2 separate regions of the Mus musculus genome follow, and region 2 is linked to region 1. The links are chromatin contacts, called in public Hi-C maps. All regions are on one chromosome and are shown on one strand. The core of a region is the stretch at or near the end of the contact, and the rest is flanking DNA. Distances in the headings are between cores, read along the strand shown. Region 1 has its middle 230 kb from the start of 4933402J10Rik. Region 2 has its middle 98 kb from the start of Gm23331.

Region 1 (5,301 bases), core at 1,344-3,843:
TGATAGGATACATGGGACAATTTCAATATTTTTGAATCTGTTGAGGCCTGTTTTGTGACCTATTATGTGGTCAATTTTGGAGAAGGTACCATGAGGTGCTGAGAAGAAGGTATATCCTTTTGTTTTAGGATAAAATGTTCTGTAGATATCTGTCAGATCCATTTGTTTCATCACTTCTGTTAGTTTCAGTGTGTCCCTGTTTAGTTTCTGTTTCCATGATCTGTCCATTGGTGAAAGTGGTGTGTTGAAGTCTCCCACTATTATTGTGTGAGGTGCAATGTGTGCTTTGAGCTTTACTAAAGTTTCTTTAATGAATGTGGCTGCCCTTGTATTTGGAGCATAGATATTCAGAATTAAGAGTTCCTCTTGGAGGATTTTACCTTTGATGAGAACGAAGTGCCCCTCCTTGTCTTTTTTGATGACTTTGGGTTGGAAGTCAATCTTATCAGATATTAGGATGGCTACTCCAGCTTGTTTCTTCATACCATTTGCTTGGAAAATTGTTTTCCAGCCTTTCATTCTGAGGTAGTGTCTATCTTTTTCTCTGAGATGTGTCTCCTGTAAACAGCAAAATGTTGGGTCTTGTTTGTGTAGCCAGTTTGTTAGTCTATGTCTTTTTATTGGGGAGTTGAGACCATTGATGTTAAGAGATATTAAGGAAAAGTAATTGTTGCTTCCTGTTATTTTTGTTGTTAAAGTTGGCATTCTGTTCTTGTGGCTGTCTTCTTTTAGGTTTGTTGAGGGATTACCTTCTTGTTTTTTCTAGGGCATTGTTCCCGTTCTTGTATTGGTTTTTTTCTGTTATTAACCTTTGAAGGGCTGGATTCGTGGAGAGATAATGCGTGAATTTGGTTTTGTCGTGGAATACTTTGGTTTCTCCCTCTATGATAATTGAGAGTTTGGCTGGGTATAGTAGCCTGGGCTGCAGTTTGTGTTCTCTTAGTGTCTGTATAACATCTGTCCAGGCTCTTCTGGCTTTCATAGTCTCTGGTGAAAAATCTGGTGTAATTCTGATAGGCTTGCCTTTATATGTTACTTGACCTTTTTCCCTTACTGCTTTTAGTATTCTATCTTTATTTAGTGCATTTGTTGTTCTGATTATTATGTGTCGGGAGGAATTTCTTTTCTGGTCCAGTCTATTTGGAGTTCTGTAGGCTTCTTGTATGTTCATAGGCATCTCTTTCTTTAGATTTGGGAAGTTTTCTTCAATAATTTTGTTGAAGATGTTTGCTGGACCTTTGAGTTGAAAATCTTCATTCTCATCCACTCCTATTATCCGTACGTTTGGTCTTCTCATTGTGTCCTGGATTTCCTGGATATTTTGAGTTAGTATCTTTTTGCATTTTCCATTTTCTTTGATTGTTGTGCCGATGTTCTCTATGGAATCTTCTGCACCTGAGATTCTCTCTTCCATCTCTTGTATTCTGTTGCTGATGCTCAAATCTATGGTTCCAGATTTCTTTCCTAGGGTTTCTATCTCCAGTGTTGCCTCACTTTGAGTTTTCTTTATTGTGTCTACTTCCCTTTTTAGGTCTAGTATGGTTTTGTTCATTTCCATCACCTGTTTGTATGTTTTTTCCTCTTTTTCTGTAAGGACTTCTACCTGTTTGATTGTGTTTTCCTGTTTTTCTTTAAGGACTTGTAACTCTTTAGCAGTGTTCTCCTGTATTTCTTTAAGTGATTTATTAAAGTCCTTCTTGATGTCCTCTACCATCATCATGAGATATGCTTTTAAATCTAGGTCTAGTTTTTTGGGTGTGTTGGGGTGCCCTGGACTGGGCGAAGTGGGAGTGCTGGGTTCTGATGATGGTGAGTGGTCTTGGTTTCTGTTAGTAGGATTCCTACGTTTACCTTTCGCCATCTGGTAATCTCTGGAGTTAGTAGTTATAGTTGACTCTGTTTAGAGATTGTTCTTCTGGTGATTCTGTTACTGTCTCTCAGCAGATCTGGGAGACAGATTCTCTCCTCTGAGTTTCAGTGCTCAGAGCACTCTCTGCTGGCAAGCTCTCTTACAGGGAAGGTGCGCAGATATCTTGTTTTTGGACCTCCTCCTGGTCGAAGAAGAAGGCCCAAAACAGGGCCTCTCTCAGAAGCTGTGTTGCTTTGGCAGTTCCCAGAAGCTGTCAGCTTCTGTGGTGCAGACTCTCACCTGTGCAGACTAAAATCCTAAGTTCCAGGGAGTCCTGGAACCAAGATGGTGACCGCTGCTCCTGAGGCTGAGGCCGTCTCCCGAGCCAGGCGGACACCTGTCCTCTGGTCCGGACGGTGGCCGGCTGTCTGCGGCCCGCCCAGGCTGCTGCCTCAGCGGCTCTGTGCTTCTGCCCGTCCCAGAAGCTGTCCGGTTCTCTGGCGCACCCTCTAGCCTGTATGCATTTCTCTTTATACAAGTTCTTGTCAAAATATTTCACATGGAACCACAGAATCTTGGCCAAATTTCTCATACCTGCCTTTGATGTTTCCGTTCCAAGTAAGCGGCAGAAACACTTATCAAATATTGAATAAACAATATGCTAGGGAAATCACAGCACCTTTAGTCATCACCTGTTTCAAATCATATGGTCCTGAAATAGCAGTGAGTGGGATGTAGTTTAACTAGTAGTCAGTAGGCTTGGCACACACTAAAGCAACATTTGGTGATAAAGCCATTCCTGGCAACACACACTTTATCTGTTTTTTGTCAAAGACAATGTACTTGTTACCTTTACATTGGAATTTGAAGAAATTTCCACAAAATATGTCTAGGCAGAAAACATGTACATCTGTTTATAGCAAACACTGTTTTAGCAGCTTGTGGAAATGTTCATCACGTTCACTAACTTGTTAGTGAGAATGGGCCTCGTCTTGGGTTCCTGTGAAGAAAATGAGACATTGTCTAATGACAGCAGTCTATAATCAAGTTAACAAGGAATGTGTGTGGCTTCAGTTGGCCCTCTTTTTTTTTTTTTTCCTGTGCAATCTACCATTTTTTGAATCATTCTGTGGAAGGTCCATATGGCATGCTACCAATGGAAGGCTCCAGTGTGCAGCTTGTGGAGGTGAGGTCTCAGTCCAAAAATATGGCAGAAGTACAGCCTTGCCAATAAACTGGGGAGTGGATCCAATCAGTGTAGTGGTGACTACAGCTAGCTGGGCACACTTTTGATTCAGAAAATATGACAAATGTCTATTGTTTTATGCCTGTAACTTTGTTTGTTGCAATTTGTGGCACAACAATTAACAATCTATTCCGTGATGCTGTTGGAAGTATTTATCAGGATACACCTTTGTGTTTCCCTAACGTTGCTCCCTTTGTGACTACATCATCTTTGCAAGAGTGAGGAAAGGAGCTGAGGGAAAAAAAAAAACATGAATTTGCACATCTCTTCATTCCAAGGAACATTTCCATGACAAAGATGATGTTCCAAGGAAAGGCATATGTGGTTCAGCAAATAGCTCAGAATTTAAGTCCTTTTGGAACTCAGCCATGTTATTTCTAAGAAATCAAACAAGAGTGTGAGATATCAATGCACCCTGAATTTCTAATAGAGATTAAAATAATTCTTGGAAGGCGCCACAGAGGTTCCCTTGCTGATGACAATGCCCATCTGCAAGTTATTTCAAGGTTCTGAATTCTCATCTCAGTGGAAAATTAATTATAAAAGTATCTTAGCTCTTAATGGATTTTAAATGATCTAAAATCCTTCTCTATGTTTGTAATGTATAATTCTTTTATAGTAACAGCTGAATAGACATAAAGGATAAACTTTATGAAGCATGCACCACATCAGTAACTTCATATATTAGTTTTCATTGCACATATTTTTCTTTTGAAAATTAGAATTTTAGAACAAAATTCAAACTTTATATACATGCAAAATGGATAGCTTGAAAATCTGAAATCTGTGTACCAAGATTTAAAAGTTCTGAGTACAGTCACAATAGAAAAACTTAAATTAACATTCCTGTTATATATTATTGTCACAATGTAGCTAAACAGATATTTTGCATAAAATTGTATTCTCTTGTGTGCAACATAAACAACTACTTAATCTTATATGTAGATTAAATCCTACCCTTAAATATATCTAGTTTATATTTTCATTCAAAGTTTTTAGCCATTTATGTTCCTATTCACTTGAGACAGGCTTACAAAGGCAAATCGCTTACTATGTTGTGTAGCTTTTCAAATGGTTTCTTATAAAAATAAGAAGGTCATCTGTTATTGAAAACATTTTTTCATACAGTATATCCCGATTACTGTTTTCCCTCTCTCTATTCCTCCCAGTTCCTTCCCACCTCCCCTCCCAGCCTGAGCCACTCCCATTTTTTTCTCACAATAGAAAACAAGCAATTGGATCTGTAGAGAGGGGTAGAAATAATGTGAATATATATACACATATGTAATTCTCAAAAATAAAGGCAAAAACTATCCAGGAAAAAATGTAGGATGATAACTATTAGAGTATTTTAGCACATTCTTTATTTATATGAATTTTCAGGAACTGGTGAAGAGTAAGCCTATTCATACAGCCATGGTTTTAACCTAAGCCTTTATGTATTCATCTATTTGGCTATATAGAATTTTCTTACACTTTTAATGTATGCTCTGAATACAGTTCTCATATATGAATTCCCCATCTACTGGAAAAGGTTTATTAGAAACTTATGTTATTTCCTTCCAGTGATTGCTGACTAATTTTTCAGTCTTGTGTAGCATAAAGCTTTTTGTTCAAAATATTCATTTTCAGAGCTAACATAGTAAAAGGAAAGATTAAATAAAATGAAGCAATTAAAAGAAAAGAAAGAAAGAAAATATGGTGCCTCGTTTCTGGTAATAGTGATTTGAATGCAATGTGTTCATGTTACAGTGTGACTAAAACCATTACAGATTTCACTGTAATGCCCAAAATATCAAAATTCACTGAAATAGAACACTATGTTGAGATTCATTATTAATTATGTCTCTGTATTTCTGTGTATGTGACCATGACAGTTGTTCCTTTGAAGGCAGTAAGTTGTCACATCTCCTGCAGCTAGAGATATGCCTGGAAACCCATCTTCAATTCTGTGCAAGACCAGAAAGGACTCTTAACTGCTGAGCCATCAGTAATATGTCTTTAGTCAGATATTACTCATTTTGATCTCCAATTTTCAACAGTTCCATAGTTCACTTAAAATGTAGAGAGTGGTAAGCTTAGATTTTTTTCTTTGCTGTAGGTTTTTATTTTTATTAAATTTTTAATTAATTTTTTACACTCTATATTTTATTCCCCTAAACCCCTGTCTAACCTCTAACTGTTCCTTATCCAGTACATCCTGCCC
Region 2 (5,216 bases), core at 2,477-4,976, 840 kb after region 1:
TTTGAGAAAATAGGAATAGTTTTACCTCAAGATCCAGCTATACTACTCATGAGCACATACCCAAAGAAATGATTTATCATACAATAAAGACACATGTTCAACCATTTTTATAGCTGCTGTAGTCATAATAGTCTAAAATTGGAAACAATCTAGGTATCCAACAATGAAATAATGATTGAAGAATATGTTTTACATTTTAAAAATGAAATGTTACTTAACCATTCCAAATGGCATCATGTGCTCCCAGCCCTGCAAAGCTTAGATGTGCCAAGTTGGGGTATACCCTGATGGCTCCCACCCTTCATAGGAAAATGGAAGGTGAGCGGACAAAAGATTATGGGAGGAGGTGACCAGGAGAGGTACAGTGAGTGAGATATAAAGTGAAAAAAAATCCTATAGAAATTTGAAAAACAAATTGCATCATAAAACTTCCAGAAAAATAGATAAACCAAGCAAACCAATATTATTGTGATTTTTGCCTTTGATCCTTGGGCTTTTTCTTCTCTGTTGGATTTGGGTTCCATTTAGTGGAGTGAGCCTTAAGTCAATCAGTTATAGATTAGTTACTCCTACAACTTTGTGCCACCATTGCCCTAGCAGACAGTACACATTTGTAGACCTAAGAGTTTGCAGCTAGCTAGATGCTTATATTTATTGGTTGGTAGCATGAAGAGTACATTCCTGTACCAAAGACACTAGCAATAGGGTTAATGGCTCAATGTAGGCAACAACTGAGTTCTGCATGTTCAAAGAGTTGTGTAGTTTTCTTCAGCAATAAGGTCTTGCCATCAGTTTTTCAGATAAAACTATAGTTGTGGCATTATCTCCACTGTTTGAGTTTTCTCATGGGAACCCTTTGCCAACAACCTAATTGGAGGAAACTTAATGTCAGCACAAGTAAAAGTGATGGCCATTTGAGACTGTCTTCCTCCTTACTTGGAAATTTCACTTAGATCACATGCATATATGTGTATATTTGAGAAAGGTTCTAATGGATGAGGCTTCTATTCTATCCTTAAAATGGCCCTAATTAATTATTAGTCACACAGTTATTTGCAATTGCTATAAATCCATCCATCATTACATCACTTTATAGCTGGGACTCTGAACTCATGTTCATATTATGCACAAGTGCCTCATCATCCCACATCCTTGTTTCACTTTTCTTTTGATCATTTGTCCCTACTCTACTCTGTTATCTTGTGATTTGGTGCACTCAATTAATTCACTCTGAAACTTGTGTTTCTTTAAAATGCATAAGTCCTATGTATTACTCTTTAGTATGTTTTCCTAGTGTCCCTCTTACCGTGCTTTATTGAGGGCTAATTTTCTGAGTTTTTATGTGCTTCTGAAATTTTTATTTTAAACTAAAAATTTATGATAGTAATTTCACTCTTGCTTTCTCTTCTTTTATCATAAAAATGCTAAGAAAATTGTTTTAGGGACCTAACTTCCAGGCTAGTAATACCTCTGAGTTTATTTACTCTCTTTACATACTATCAATATTTTACTACTGTTACTTGAAACTTAAAAAATTACACCATTCAAGGCCATCCTGGTCTACAGAGTGAGTTCCAGGACAGCCAGTGATACACAGAGAAACCCTGTCTCGAAAAACTCAAAAACAAAAAAAGGCAATATAGTATTAAATTGAACAACAGAGTCTCACCACATTTTGAAGAGAGGATAATCGAGATTAACATTTCAGTATTTGTGTTTCATAGCTTTATTTGTAAAATAAAAAAAGTACTGTTTTAGTTATTATATATTTCTTCTAAATATTCTAAAAGGTCAGACAATCCATCCAGAGGATTCTTTATACCAAAACCAAAACTTTTAAAAACAATTCCTGAATCATTTCTTGAAATGAATACTTTTCCATATTTCTATACATCTAATAAAGCCATTATCAAAAATTATAGCTTCACTTTAATTTTCTGAAACTAACTGAAATACATTAATTTATTAATTGAAATAGTACCTCAAATGTTAACTATACACAGACGTTAATATCAGCTTTACAACACTGATTCTAACAAACTTGGCGAAGTCAGTGTCAGCAGGACGGTAAGCACATGCTTAGTTGGCAAAAATTTTGTTCTGTTCAATTCCTAGCTTTTATTGCAAAGGACAGTTTAATTCTCAATTTTACTTCATACGTTATAAATATTAGAAATCCATGAGGAATTCATTTAAAGTTTAGCTTTTTCAACTTGGCTAAAGACTACCTTTAAATTTCAAATCCATTCAATTTTCCATTTGAAAACTTTAGTTGAAAGCAATTTTATTAGCTCCCTGCTTATTCACGACAGTACTTGACTTGGTAAAATAAATTTCAGGCTTTTGAAATTGAAGAAGCTCACAAACATTCAGAATATACCCTAGAGGTAACGTATAGAAATAATGGGACACAGATCTTAAATGATCTTATAAGCTTTGTCGAGGAGACTTTCCTTGTAACCTCATTTCCCATTCTCTACCTACCTATATATGTATATGTGTATATGTATACACACACACACACACATTTTATATATATACAATTCCTGAAAAAATATAATTCCAGAAAACCATAAATTATGGGGATATTTATAAATTATATATAGAAATCTTTATAATTAATATCTTATATAAAGTCATATATATAAATTCAACAAAATAAAAAATTTCTTTCATTTTATTCTGCTACTGTACAAGCAAAACTGGGAAGAGCATATTAAATTCATGATTTCTGGTTTGTTCTGTTTGCTTAAGAAGATAGTGACTGAACAATACTGTATGTCAGCAGTTTTTGTAGGAGAGCTGACTTTTATTGTTGTGTTATTTAAAGCAGAATATGTAACAAAGTACCAAGATGTTCTCTCAGTCATTCTCAATGATTTTTTTACTTGTGAGAAGATTCTCATTTTTCTTTCTTCCTCTGTATTTCATTTCCTATTCAGTGCAGGTATCATATGCATGGGTTTTCCACAAAACAATTGTTGAATTAATAAATACTTAAACAGCAATAATTATGTAACTGTGATGCACAATATTTCATTCAGAGAGTATGAGAAAAAAGAAAACATCCACAGTACACTAATGAGAGGATCCACGTGGTGTAGCTGTTTAGTGCAGACACTGGGAAGAGGAGAGCCTTTGGACAAGGACTGTGATTAATAACTATTATCATTGTCTGCCTGTAGTTCTTGAGCAGGCCTTCAAACATGCATGTCTCTGCCTGGAGTTTGTAATCCCTAGGTTCTAATTGTGTCTTCTTGACCACATCTCTCAAATTATTTGGGAGCACGAAGCATCTGGACCAAAGAAGTGTTTTGTCCCTTCGAGCTGTTCCATTCCCTGTATTCTCTCATATGGTATCTTTCTAATTAAACTCCTTGATGCTAATTAAAGCTGAGAATAGAACAAATGCTACAAGATGAATCCACACTCCCTTCTGTTAAACTTAGTGAGCTATGCAGGCCTGGGCTTTTGAATATCCCCCCTAATTGGGATTTCATTGACACTCTCACCCTGTCATGTGTACATAATCATCAGCTCCATAAAAATGATTCCAGATCATAGATCATGAAATACCTGCCTATAATCACAAGACTTTTTTTTTTTCTTTCTGCAGTTCTGCAGTGTCCTGAAAAGCTGTAGCTTGGCAGATGGCGTGATGCAGAGTGTAATTTGGCGTGCTATGTCTATCAGCCTGTGGTAACCCTTAGGCATCTTATCACTACAGGAAACAATGATGATGGCCAAGACAACATGTGGTGACCCATGGGAACATAATCACGTTAACTCCTGACTCTGCCAAAACAACACGTGGTCTTGTTATTAGCATTTTCTTGGAAACCAGCATCCACTGAACAGAAATTTGTTGGACTGTTAGATTGCTTCTGGTTGCTTTGTTCATTCTTCCGTTACATTTAGCAGAGAATGTGCTGTGGTGGTGTGAAATTGGACGCCTGTCATCTGATTGGCCTCACCTCTGCAGCATGCATGAATGACTGAATGACTTAAATTCACGTTTGTTAGTTATTCTCTTTTCTCATGAAAATCAAAATCTGGTGTTTCTTAATATTTTCTATCTGTGTGCTATAGTGTTACATTACTAAAGAGTTACAAAGCATGAACAAGACAGACTTTCATGCTTATATTTCAAGTATAAAAGACATACGAAGTAAAGAGACATAGAGATATCTATATTTGAGTATTTTGGATATCAATGATTTAGTATTTTTTTCCTTTCCTATTTCTTTCTCCCTTCTATTTAAAGGTTTTAATAGATTATTTTATGCTGCAAATTATATCATTAAACATGTAGAATGAATTCCATTTTTTTCTAATGGAGAAAAAGGTAACATTAAATACAATTTTACGTTTAAGTATAGTTTATAATTTACTTTAAAAAGTCCATTTGGGTCACCTAAAATATGTCTTAGAGACAAAGAAAGTTCAGAAGCACTTATTTCTCTTATCACTTTTCTAAGAAAATTAGAGACTAAATAAGGCATGTGAGATTATTTATATTGTTTTAGTTGATATTTGTCTAACCTGCAGCATGATAACATTGAGTTTGCTTAACGGCATTGACTCTTAACCTCATAAATGAAGGAGAGGTTTTAATCTGGGGATCTGATAGTGAGGATAAAGCCTTACCCTACTTAACAGTGTACAGAATTTTAACTTCCAGTGCTCATTAACTTTGCAAAGGGAGGGATGATACCTCTCAGGGGATTTAATTTGCATTTCCATGACATAAGTGATATTGATCATTTTCACAACTAACTTGAGTTTTGTTTATGTTAACATTTGATGTTTATTTACTGATTTCCTTAGCTCACATTTCTTTTTTACTCTTGAAAAAAACAATATATTATACCCAATATTTCTCCTCTTACAACTTCTTCTCTACTTCCTCTCCACCTCAAACTACTAACAACTCTATGCCTTCTTGCTTTCTCTTTTTAGAAAATGGACAACAAACAAACCATAAAGAAGGGGAAATCTTTACAAGGAAGGAAGGAAGGAAGGAAGGAAGGAAGGAAGAAAGAGAGAGAGAGAGAGAGAGAGAGAGAGAGAGAGGAAGGGAGAGAGAAAGAGAGAGAGGAAGGGAGGGAGGGAGGAATGAAGGAAGGAAGGAAGCAAGGAAGGAAGAAAGGAAGGAAGGAAAAGCCCAAACAAAGCAATATGAAAAAAAAAAAAGTCTATGAAATACTATTGAGTTC

The links. Hi-C and Micro-C count contacts between places; a contact is called where the count stands out from the background.
Region 2: a Hi-C map of cerebellum shows a contact between it and region 1, with 1.9 times the contacts expected there. The contact joins two enhancer-like sites. A contact is called at or near these places in 2 of 484 Hi-C or Micro-C datasets (cerebellar granule neurons and cerebellum).

What each region holds. Positions count from the first base shown.
Region 1 is chr5:59,753,823-59,759,123 of GRCm38.p6, forward strand. No RefSeq gene overlaps it. Among named protein-coding and RNA genes, the nearest start is that of 4933402J10Rik, 230 kb to the right of the region's middle. Within about 2 kb of position 2,594, at least 3 of the 459 cell types and tissues checked have an H3K27ac peak or open chromatin away from gene starts, as enhancers often do. A contact at or near this core is called in cerebellum, where this site is marked.
Region 2 is chr5:60,596,540-60,601,755 of GRCm38.p6, forward strand. No RefSeq gene overlaps it. Among named protein-coding and RNA genes, the nearest start is that of Gm23331, 98 kb to the left of the region's middle. Within about 2 kb of position 3,727, at least 13 of the 459 cell types and tissues checked have an H3K27ac peak or open chromatin away from gene starts, as enhancers often do. A contact at or near this core is called in cerebellum, where this site is marked.